Regions from separate parts of the Lactuca sativa genome. Here region 1 is linked to region 2. Evidence: chromatin contacts called from public Hi-C data. All regions are on one chromosome and are shown on one strand. Each heading gives the region's core, a stretch centred on a gene start, on an enhancer-like site or on the middle of the called end of the contact. The rest is flanking DNA. Distances are from core to core; before and after follow the strand shown. Region 1 holds the start of LOC111904551 (ubiquitin receptor RAD23d). Region 2 holds the start of LOC111904550.

Region 1 (4,300 bases), core at 210-2,709, 280 kb after region 2:
AAAAAAAAAGTTTACTTTTTATATATAAATATGGATTTCTATGGAAAGATGATGGAAAACCATGAACAATGATATATTCGGTTTTTTTATATATAAAAACATGGCCTAAAAAAATTAAACTAAAAAAAGAAACTGAGTTTTGTTATAATCCGGTGCATGTGAGTCAACTTTAAAAGTCTACAATCTTTCAATTTGTTGTTGATCGTTTTAAATTCTGACATTTTTGATTGGTTCCTTAGTTACTTGATTAATAATGTTATTGTATTATATATGGTTAGATTCATTTGAGACGAGTCTAATTTTGTAAGGTCGTGAGACCATTTTTATAGTGAAATATTTTAATATTCTGTTATTCAAAAAATTATAATATATGTAATATTATGATATTCTAAAACAATATTTTTAACATATATTATATTAAAATATTCTAAAAATATATAATGTTAAAATACTATACATATTATATGTTTACGAAAACTAGAATATTAGAATATTTCATTAAAAAAATTGGTTTTACGGTCTTACAAAATTATGTCCGTCTCAAATGAAACTTTACCGTATTATATATATATATATATATATATATATATATATATATATATATATATATATATATATATATATATATATATATATATATATATATATATATATATATATATATATATATATATATATATGTGAATGATTTTGGGTTTAATATTTAAGTGAAACTTTTATATCAAGCACTTTTAAATACTGTTATGGGATCATATTTATCATAAAGATGCTCTATCGTCTGAAAATTAAAAGCCAAAGCCCATATATAGAAAATTAAAGAAAGCATTCGTGTTTTTATTTTCATGAAGACTATACAATAATGATATTTTATTGCACCATAAAATAATATAAGATATCTTCCGATAAAAAAAATATTGTAATTCAAAAAAACAATAACTCTGAATATTATAATAGCCATCATTGATAAGCATCACAGGTGTCAAAATTGAAGATTCGAGATAGATCATAGAAGGTCTAAAACAATTTGATTTCTGGATGTCGGGATATGTCGACGTGCTGTTTTTTCTATTTATTTTTCATGTTCCTATAATAATTAATAAATTAATTTTGATTATAAAATGTATTTAATAAAATAGCTCTCCAAATCTTAAATAATGTATTTTGAAAGCTTAAAAACACTAGTATATACATATCGAAACACTTCTAGACTGCTCCACATATATACTTTATTTTATTTTTAATCATTTTTCTATTATATTAATTCTTAATCAATTAACAATAAGATATAACATTGGATCCATCTCACATCATATGAAAAGATAAAGCTAAACTGAGAATATTGATTGGATCACACAAGGCCCAAAAAAACAAGTTTATTAGTGGACTAAGTTTTATTCAATTTGGGCCACAGTTATCTGCATAGAGCCCAGTATATGTTTCATGTATATGGGCCTGGCCCAATAATCGCGTGTAATCACTATAGATATCTGGCGCGTGGCCATGGCAACTCAACCTTTTCCCCTTGCCTTGAGAAAGGGGGTATACCACCGTATACGCCCCACACCCTTCTCGCACACACACAGACGCACAGAAGACGAAATCGGTGAGTATGCTTTTAATTTGTTTTTCGCATTATCAAGTTTCCGATTGCTTGTTGGCTTATATAATCTCTGATTCTCTCATCTTTGGTTTTCGTCACGTAATTCGATAGCTTATTTGATTCGAGTTGTGACTGTAGACGACAAATTGAAAGATGAAGGTTTTTGTGAAAACATTGAAGGGGACTCACTTCGAAATCGAAGTAAAATCCGAGGACACGGTTCGTCTCGTTTCAATTCTGCTTCTTTTGTTTCTTTTTTTAACGAATCGTGATGGTTCTATGTGTAATCGATTGGAAGCTAGGGTTTTATGCGTTGTTTGATCTGAAGTTTTACTCGATAATGTTTATAGCATGATTTTTGCCTTTTGGATTATGAAATTGATTCCTTAGGGTTTAAGTTGCGGTATTCCGTATTAGTAATTATATTGTGTTTTTTTTTTCGCTCATGTCAATTGATCAGTTTCAGTGAAAATATTAAGTAATCATAATCGAAATACTCCAACGCATCTAACTCTGTGTACTTTTGTTTTATTCATCTAACAGGGAGTTATATGAATTGTGAATCGCTATGAATTATTAGAATTGATATGTGAAATTGTTGGATGAAGCATGTTTCATGCTTACATGATTGTTTATTTGTTTTCAAGAATAGTAAATCACTGTTAAAAATCCTTTGAACTGGAATGGGAAGTATGTGGTTGAAGCTGCCACCTTGTTAGAGAAATCAGCTGCTCTTATATTCAGTATAGTCTATGAACTCATTAAATTGATCTAGTTACTATCCACAAAGTGATTACTTATTTACTTTAGAAAACAGCGACAAACGAGTAAATGGCATTTGACTTTTTTTAGGTTTAATAATTTAATGCTGGAAATCAATCAGTTGAATGTTTCACATAGCTATATAAAGCTATTTTACGTTAATACAATCTATATATAAGGCAATCATTTAAACTGTGGATTTCTTGAAACGGTTTTTATATTGGAGTTCTGAATAAAGATATGGTGATTGTTGATTCAGGTTGCTGATGTGAAGAAAAATATAGAAAATGTTCAGGGAGATGTTTATCCTGCTGCACAACAAATGCTTATCCATCAAGGCAAAGTGCTTAAAGATGCCACCACCTTAGAAGAAAACAAAGTGGCTGAAAATTCTTTCATTGTCATCATGTTATCCAAGGTAAAAAAAAAATGTAACCCCATACAACATTTTCATATCATCATATCCAATATTTAAACACAATCTAATTTATAATTAATTACAGACTAAGCCAACCTCTGGTGAAGCTTCAACAGCAGCATCCGCCCCAAAGGTAGTAGCTTTTTATAAAAACAACAAAAACTTTTATATCTTTTTTTATACAACTTTTAATGTTTATTGTCATATTGTGATGCAATGAAGGCACCTCAGACAAGCGCAACTCCCCCTGCACAAGCAGCCACTCAGGCTCCGCCACCTGTCACACAGTAGATCTTTTTCTACATCTTTAATTTCTTTATTTATATTTTGGATTCGTTCAGCTAATGTTTTTTACATTTCCAGGCCTGTGTCTGCTCCTTCACCTGCTCCTCCAGCTTCCGATCCAGCACCTGTTGTGAATGCCACGTCAGCATTTCTCTCATAACCTTGAAATACAATTAGTCTTTATTATTTATTAATTAATGAGTGATAGTTTTTTTTTTTTTTTGATGTAGGACTGGGAATGTATACGATCAAGTAGCATCAAATCTTGTATCAGGAAGTAATTTAGAAGGTACAATTCAACATCTTCTTGATATGGGAGGAGGAAACTGGGATAGGGATACTGTCGTTCGTGCTCTTCGTGCTGCTTTCAATAATCCAGAAAGAGCTGTTGAATATCTCTATTCTGTAAGTCTTTTTTGATTTTTTTTCTATTTCTATTTTAATAATTAAATATAAAAACGATTTAAATTTATATTTTTACAATGTATATTATCAGGGTATACCGGAGCCAGCAGAACTCCCGCCAGCTGCCGGAGTTTCACCACTGCCAGGTCTGCAGGCTGCTCAGCCCCCGCCAGCTGCAGTCGTTCCTCCAAGTGGACCAAATTCAAACCCTTTGGATCTCTTCCCTCAGGTATTCAATATTTTTCTTGACTTTCAGTTTGTCAATTTTCGTTTTAGACCCTGTAGATTGTAAACTTGTCGTGTTTGGTCCAGGGACTTCCTGACATGGGCGCAAATGCTCCTGCTGGTGCTGCTGGCAACCTGGATTTTCTTCGTAACAGTCCACAGGTATTTATTTATTTATTTATTAACTAGTCAAACATAATTAATTATATTATCAATAAAATGAAAAAAATACAATTTATATTTGTGTTTTCAGTTTCAAGCACTTCGAGCCATGGTGCAGGCTAATCCCCAAATCTTGCAGGTATTTATTTGTCAAATTTGTTTACAAAACATTTATTATATTTTTAGAAAAAAGAATATGGTTATATAATTAATAATTGTGATGTTGATTGATAGCCTATGCTACAAGAGTTGGGGAAGCAAAATCCACACCTGGTGAGACTGATTCAAGAGCATCAAGCTGATTTCCTTCGTTTGATCAATGAGCCTGTTGAAGGGGGAGAGTAAGTTAGTCTATTTTTTTTCTTCATAAATGACAATGTAGTTTTAAATTTTACACTTTAGTCCTTGAAGAATGAGATGGTTTGAATTTCAGGAACGTACTT
Region 2 (4,427 bases), core at 1,349-3,848:
TGTGTGTGTGTGTGTGTGTGTGTGTGTGTTAGCGACTATTGGCTATACTTTTACATTTGATACAATGATGCAGCTATTAGTTTCAGTTTTTCCATTTTGTTACCTATATTGTTTTAGGAAAATACCTCTGTAAATTACAAATCAAGAACCACTTTTTGGAATCTTTCTTATATCTTATAAAGTTAACGGTAATTAAATCATACGAAATTGAGAAGTGGGGACTTCATCTTATTGTGATTATGTGTCCAAACTTGCTATAGAAAAGTTTGAATCCCTTAAAATGCTTAAAACCTTTCGAGAAAGGGTTAAAAGTTAACTTGAACCGAAAGTAAAGGTAATGAGAACGGAAATGTGTGGACAAATCATTTTAATAATGTATCATGTTCTGAATTTATGTTTAAAGAAACTTTAGTGGTTGTTTTAAAGTATCATATATCTAATATAAGGTTATGTTTGGTTGTTAGTTGACAAACAGTTAGATGATAAAAAAATCATGTTATGTAAAACTAGTTGATAGCTACCTATAAGATATAAAATAACATAAAAAGACATAGAAAAATATATTTTTTATAATTAATTAAGGAAATAAAACTCATGAAAATCTTGTTTAAGTAACTATTTAAAAACTTTTGTTTGGCAAACATTACAAGTTAAATAATTTCAAAAATTAAATTAACTTATCAACTATGCACCAAATACATCATAAACCTTTTTGATAAACACGGTTATAAAGATATAGATTTCATAAATAATTGTTGAAGGGTTCCATGGATAATAAAAGAATCACAATAATCATTATGAGAAAATATAGGAAGTTGGTAAAAGTTCAATTTTTTTCCTAGATAACAATAGTCTATTTTATGTAATATATATAATATTAATTTTTACGTGTTCTTATAATTTTTTAATAATAGTCAAATAAGGTTAAAAACACAACTGTTGTAATTTGAATGGATATGAGTGATAATACGTAACAAGTGGAGCCATGATGATATGTCTTTGTCCTCCACTTAGGAAGTTATTTGTTCGTGTACATTAACAATTCGGATCATGTAAATAATAATTTATACTTTTTCAGAATTCTATGTGTTCGTGTTTTTTCTTTGCACAATGTTCCAATTGTTAGTGAAAGAAGACTTAATGGATAGTTAAAGACCCAAACCAACCAATAAAATTAGTGCTTTAAAGGGGACATGTCTGCAATAAACTCTATAACAAAAAAAAAAGGTTTAAATCATTTTTGGTCATTTAATTTTTGGTTTTGTATTTATTTGGTCACTTAACTATTTTTAAGTTTTAAAAGTTCATCAAACTTTTGACTTTGTGCTCATTTAGTCACTGAACTTTTGGTTTGGTCACTTAACTTTTAGATTTGTGCTCATTTAGTCATCTAATTTTTAAAATTGTGCTCATTTAATCACTAAACTTTTAATTTTTTTCAAAAATTTAGTGACTAAATGAACACAATTTTAAAAGTTAGGTGACTAAATGTGACCAAACCAAAAGTTAAGTGACTAAATGAACACAAAGCCAAAAGTTAGATAACCTTTTAAAACTTAAAAAGAGTTAAGTGACCAAATGAGCAGAAAACCAAAAGTTAAGTGACCAAAGATGACGTAAACCCAAAAAAACAAAAACCACAAATAATTTATAAAATATGAATTAACCTTAAAATATAGAAAACTGCTATATAAAATCAACTTCAATCGCGCCTAATGGAAATTTCAATAAAAAAAGAACATTAATTTTTAAATAAAAAATAAACCAATAACAAAAAGACTATTATACTAATGTTGGATCTATTATAGCCTTCTCATTTATTCGAAACCACTTATATTATATTGATGATAGACATCCACAACCAAAAATTAAATATTCAAGTTTCGTTATAAATAAAAACGTTATAAATTTTAGAGTAGAATAATCTGTTCTGAAAAAATATAATAGTAAATAATTAATATAAAAAATTTATACTAAGTTTCTGAATATTTAAAAGTCCCATATTATTCAAGTCTTATTGAAAAATTTTCTTTTAAATGTTTATGATGTAAAAAATCACAACTTATTATATACATATTATATTAAAAAAACATTATATATATATATATATATATATATATATATATATATATATATATATATATTAAGAAAAAGATAATATATTAGAGACATCTTATTAAAAAAAACCCTTTGCATTAAATATTTTAACAATTAGACGATTTTGAAAAAAATGCAAAAACTATCCATTTGACTTGCGTTTTTTTAATAGAGTCAAAAAACTTGTTCTTTACAAAATATGTAATTACCTACAATATTTAATATTAATGTAAAGTGTTTGAATTTATCAATTGGCAAAGAGCATCATATATTGGTTTGAAAAGAAAGAAAGAAAAGAAGAAAAAATAAAAGTTAATACGTCCGTGATGGCGAAAGTATCTGGACCCACGACCCCTCTCACGTCCACATCATAAAAAAATAAATTCAAAATTCAAAAAATATAAATAAAAAAAATTAATATTTTATTAAATTAAAATAAATCGAACTTTCTCTCTCTCTATATAAACCCTCGCACCTTCCATTCCACTTCCCATCACCTTACCCACCGCTGTCCCCCACTCTCATTTTTCTCTAAAATCTCCAAAATACCCCTGTAACGTCTCTCTTTTACAAAATGGAATCCTCGAGTAACAAAAAGCGACTCCGTTCCGACTCGGACGAGTCCGAGTTCAACTCACCGGAGGCCAAGAGAATCCGAGACGACCTTCTCGACACTCTAGACGACTCCGACGTGTGCACCGTCGGTGACGACCTCGACTCGTTCATAAAAAGCTTCGAAGACGAAATATCTCCTCCGCCGGAGACACTCGACCAGGCCTCCGAGTCCGGCGACTCTCGCCCGGATCTCGAGTTTCTCCTCGAGGCATCCGACGACGAACTCGGACTCCCTCCGACGGAGACGACACCGACTGAGTCGGAAAGGATAGTTGTATCAACTGAGTCGGTTGAACTCGGGGAGTTTTCATGGGTGGATAATGAAATCCCGAACTATGAATCGTTCGAGTATGGATTTGATTACGCCGCCGGTGATGTTAATGTTAACAACGGCAACAACAACCAGAATGGTGAATACGTGGCTTTAGAGGGTTTGTTTGATTATACAGATCTAGGATTTGGATCGGCCGATATGTCACGGCGGCCGGAATCGTTGCCGGCGCAGTGACATAGGTTGATTTTATGGTTAATACGTTAGAAAATATTTTGTAAAGTTCTTTGGTTCTTTTTATATTAGAAAAATAGACATGGAAAAAATGTATAAATAGATTTACTGTTTAGTGTTTAACGATCGAAGAAACCACGTCATACTCATACTGTTCGGCTATTAATTAGTTTAGTCCATATGGACATGGTGTATAACAGTATAAGCCTCTCAAAACCATACTAAAACCTAAGGTATAATGTCATTTTTATCATAAAAATATGATTTTATACTATATCTTTTTAACAATTTAATTTAAATAAAAACTGTAATTTTTATAAGAAAACATAACATTTTATCACCACAAATTAAAATAATATTATATTTCATTATTCTTTTAAAAAATATAACTTGACATTAAAAAAAACCCTAATTAAGAAAAAAAAAATTAAAAACCTTAAACCTACGAACTTGAAAAAAATACTTTAATATATTAAAAGTAGCTAGAAATTTTAAACCTTACGGTTTTTTTGACATCGGCTTTTACGGTAAGCAATTTCAAACTACTCACCATTGTTCGTTGTGTTTAGAAGGTGGTGAAACTTGAACGGGTTCATATCGTTGATGTTGAAATCAATACAAAAATCTTATTACAGTAAGATTATGTTCTTAAACATTTTGAACCACTATCAAAATGTTTTTTAGATGTTTTGTTTTTTTTTTCCTATTTTTATTATCTTTTACAAGATTTCGAAAGTCAAGATACTTGAAAACCTTATTGTTTTTTTTTGAAACATTTTTAAAGCTTTCTATAAAATCACTTCATTGTTTTTTCTGTTTTTTGATTGACGTTTCATGTTGTTATATAAATCATTAAACAGTATGACTTCCTTGTTTGTCTTTTTCATTTTGAGTAAATTTGATGTTTTGAGCGATAATGAGTTCATTTCTTTGTGGAATCTTTTTGTAACTCGCATAAAAAAAGTTAATGTATTTGGTGTTTTCATGTCTTCGAATCTTATGAAATATCGATACATGATTGTACCAATACTGACACTTCTTCGGGTTCTCATCCTTTTGCGGCTGCCTTCTCTTTTCTTATACTTCGTGCTTGAGTGGGTTGGGTTTCTCGAACGAACTCTGGTTCGGAATCAGAAATGAGTGTTTGAGTTTGTTGAACAAATTCTGGTTGAGACCGAAAATCAAACAGATTAAACTTGGTATCGTTTTG

The links. A called contact is a pair of places that touch in the nucleus more often than the background predicts.
Region 1: a Hi-C map of leaf shows a contact between it and region 2, with 8 times the contacts expected there. The contact joins the promoter of LOC111904551 here to the promoter of LOC111904550 in region 2. A contact is called at or near these places in 3 of 4 Hi-C or Micro-C datasets (leaf and seed).

The regions. Positions count from the first base shown.
Region 1 is chr3:81,727,336-81,731,635 of Lsat_Salinas_v11, forward strand. It overlaps LOC111904551 (ubiquitin receptor RAD23d), which reads left to right and starts at 1,460. Exons shown (of 13, transcript XM_023900304.2): 1 at 1,460-1,603; 2 at 1,712-1,819; 3 at 2,622-2,780; 4 at 2,866-2,913; 5 at 3,003-3,067; 6 at 3,144-3,206; 7 at 3,296-3,470; 8 at 3,562-3,699; 9 at 3,783-3,857; 10 at 3,949-3,996; 11 at 4,092-4,198; 12 at 4,291-4,300. The coding sequence starts at 1,754.
Region 2 is chr3:81,445,747-81,450,173 of Lsat_Salinas_v11, forward strand. It overlaps LOC111904550, which reads left to right and starts at 2,599. Exons shown (of 1, transcript XM_023900303.2): 1 at 2,599-3,366. The coding sequence starts at 2,672. The coding sequence ends at 3,220.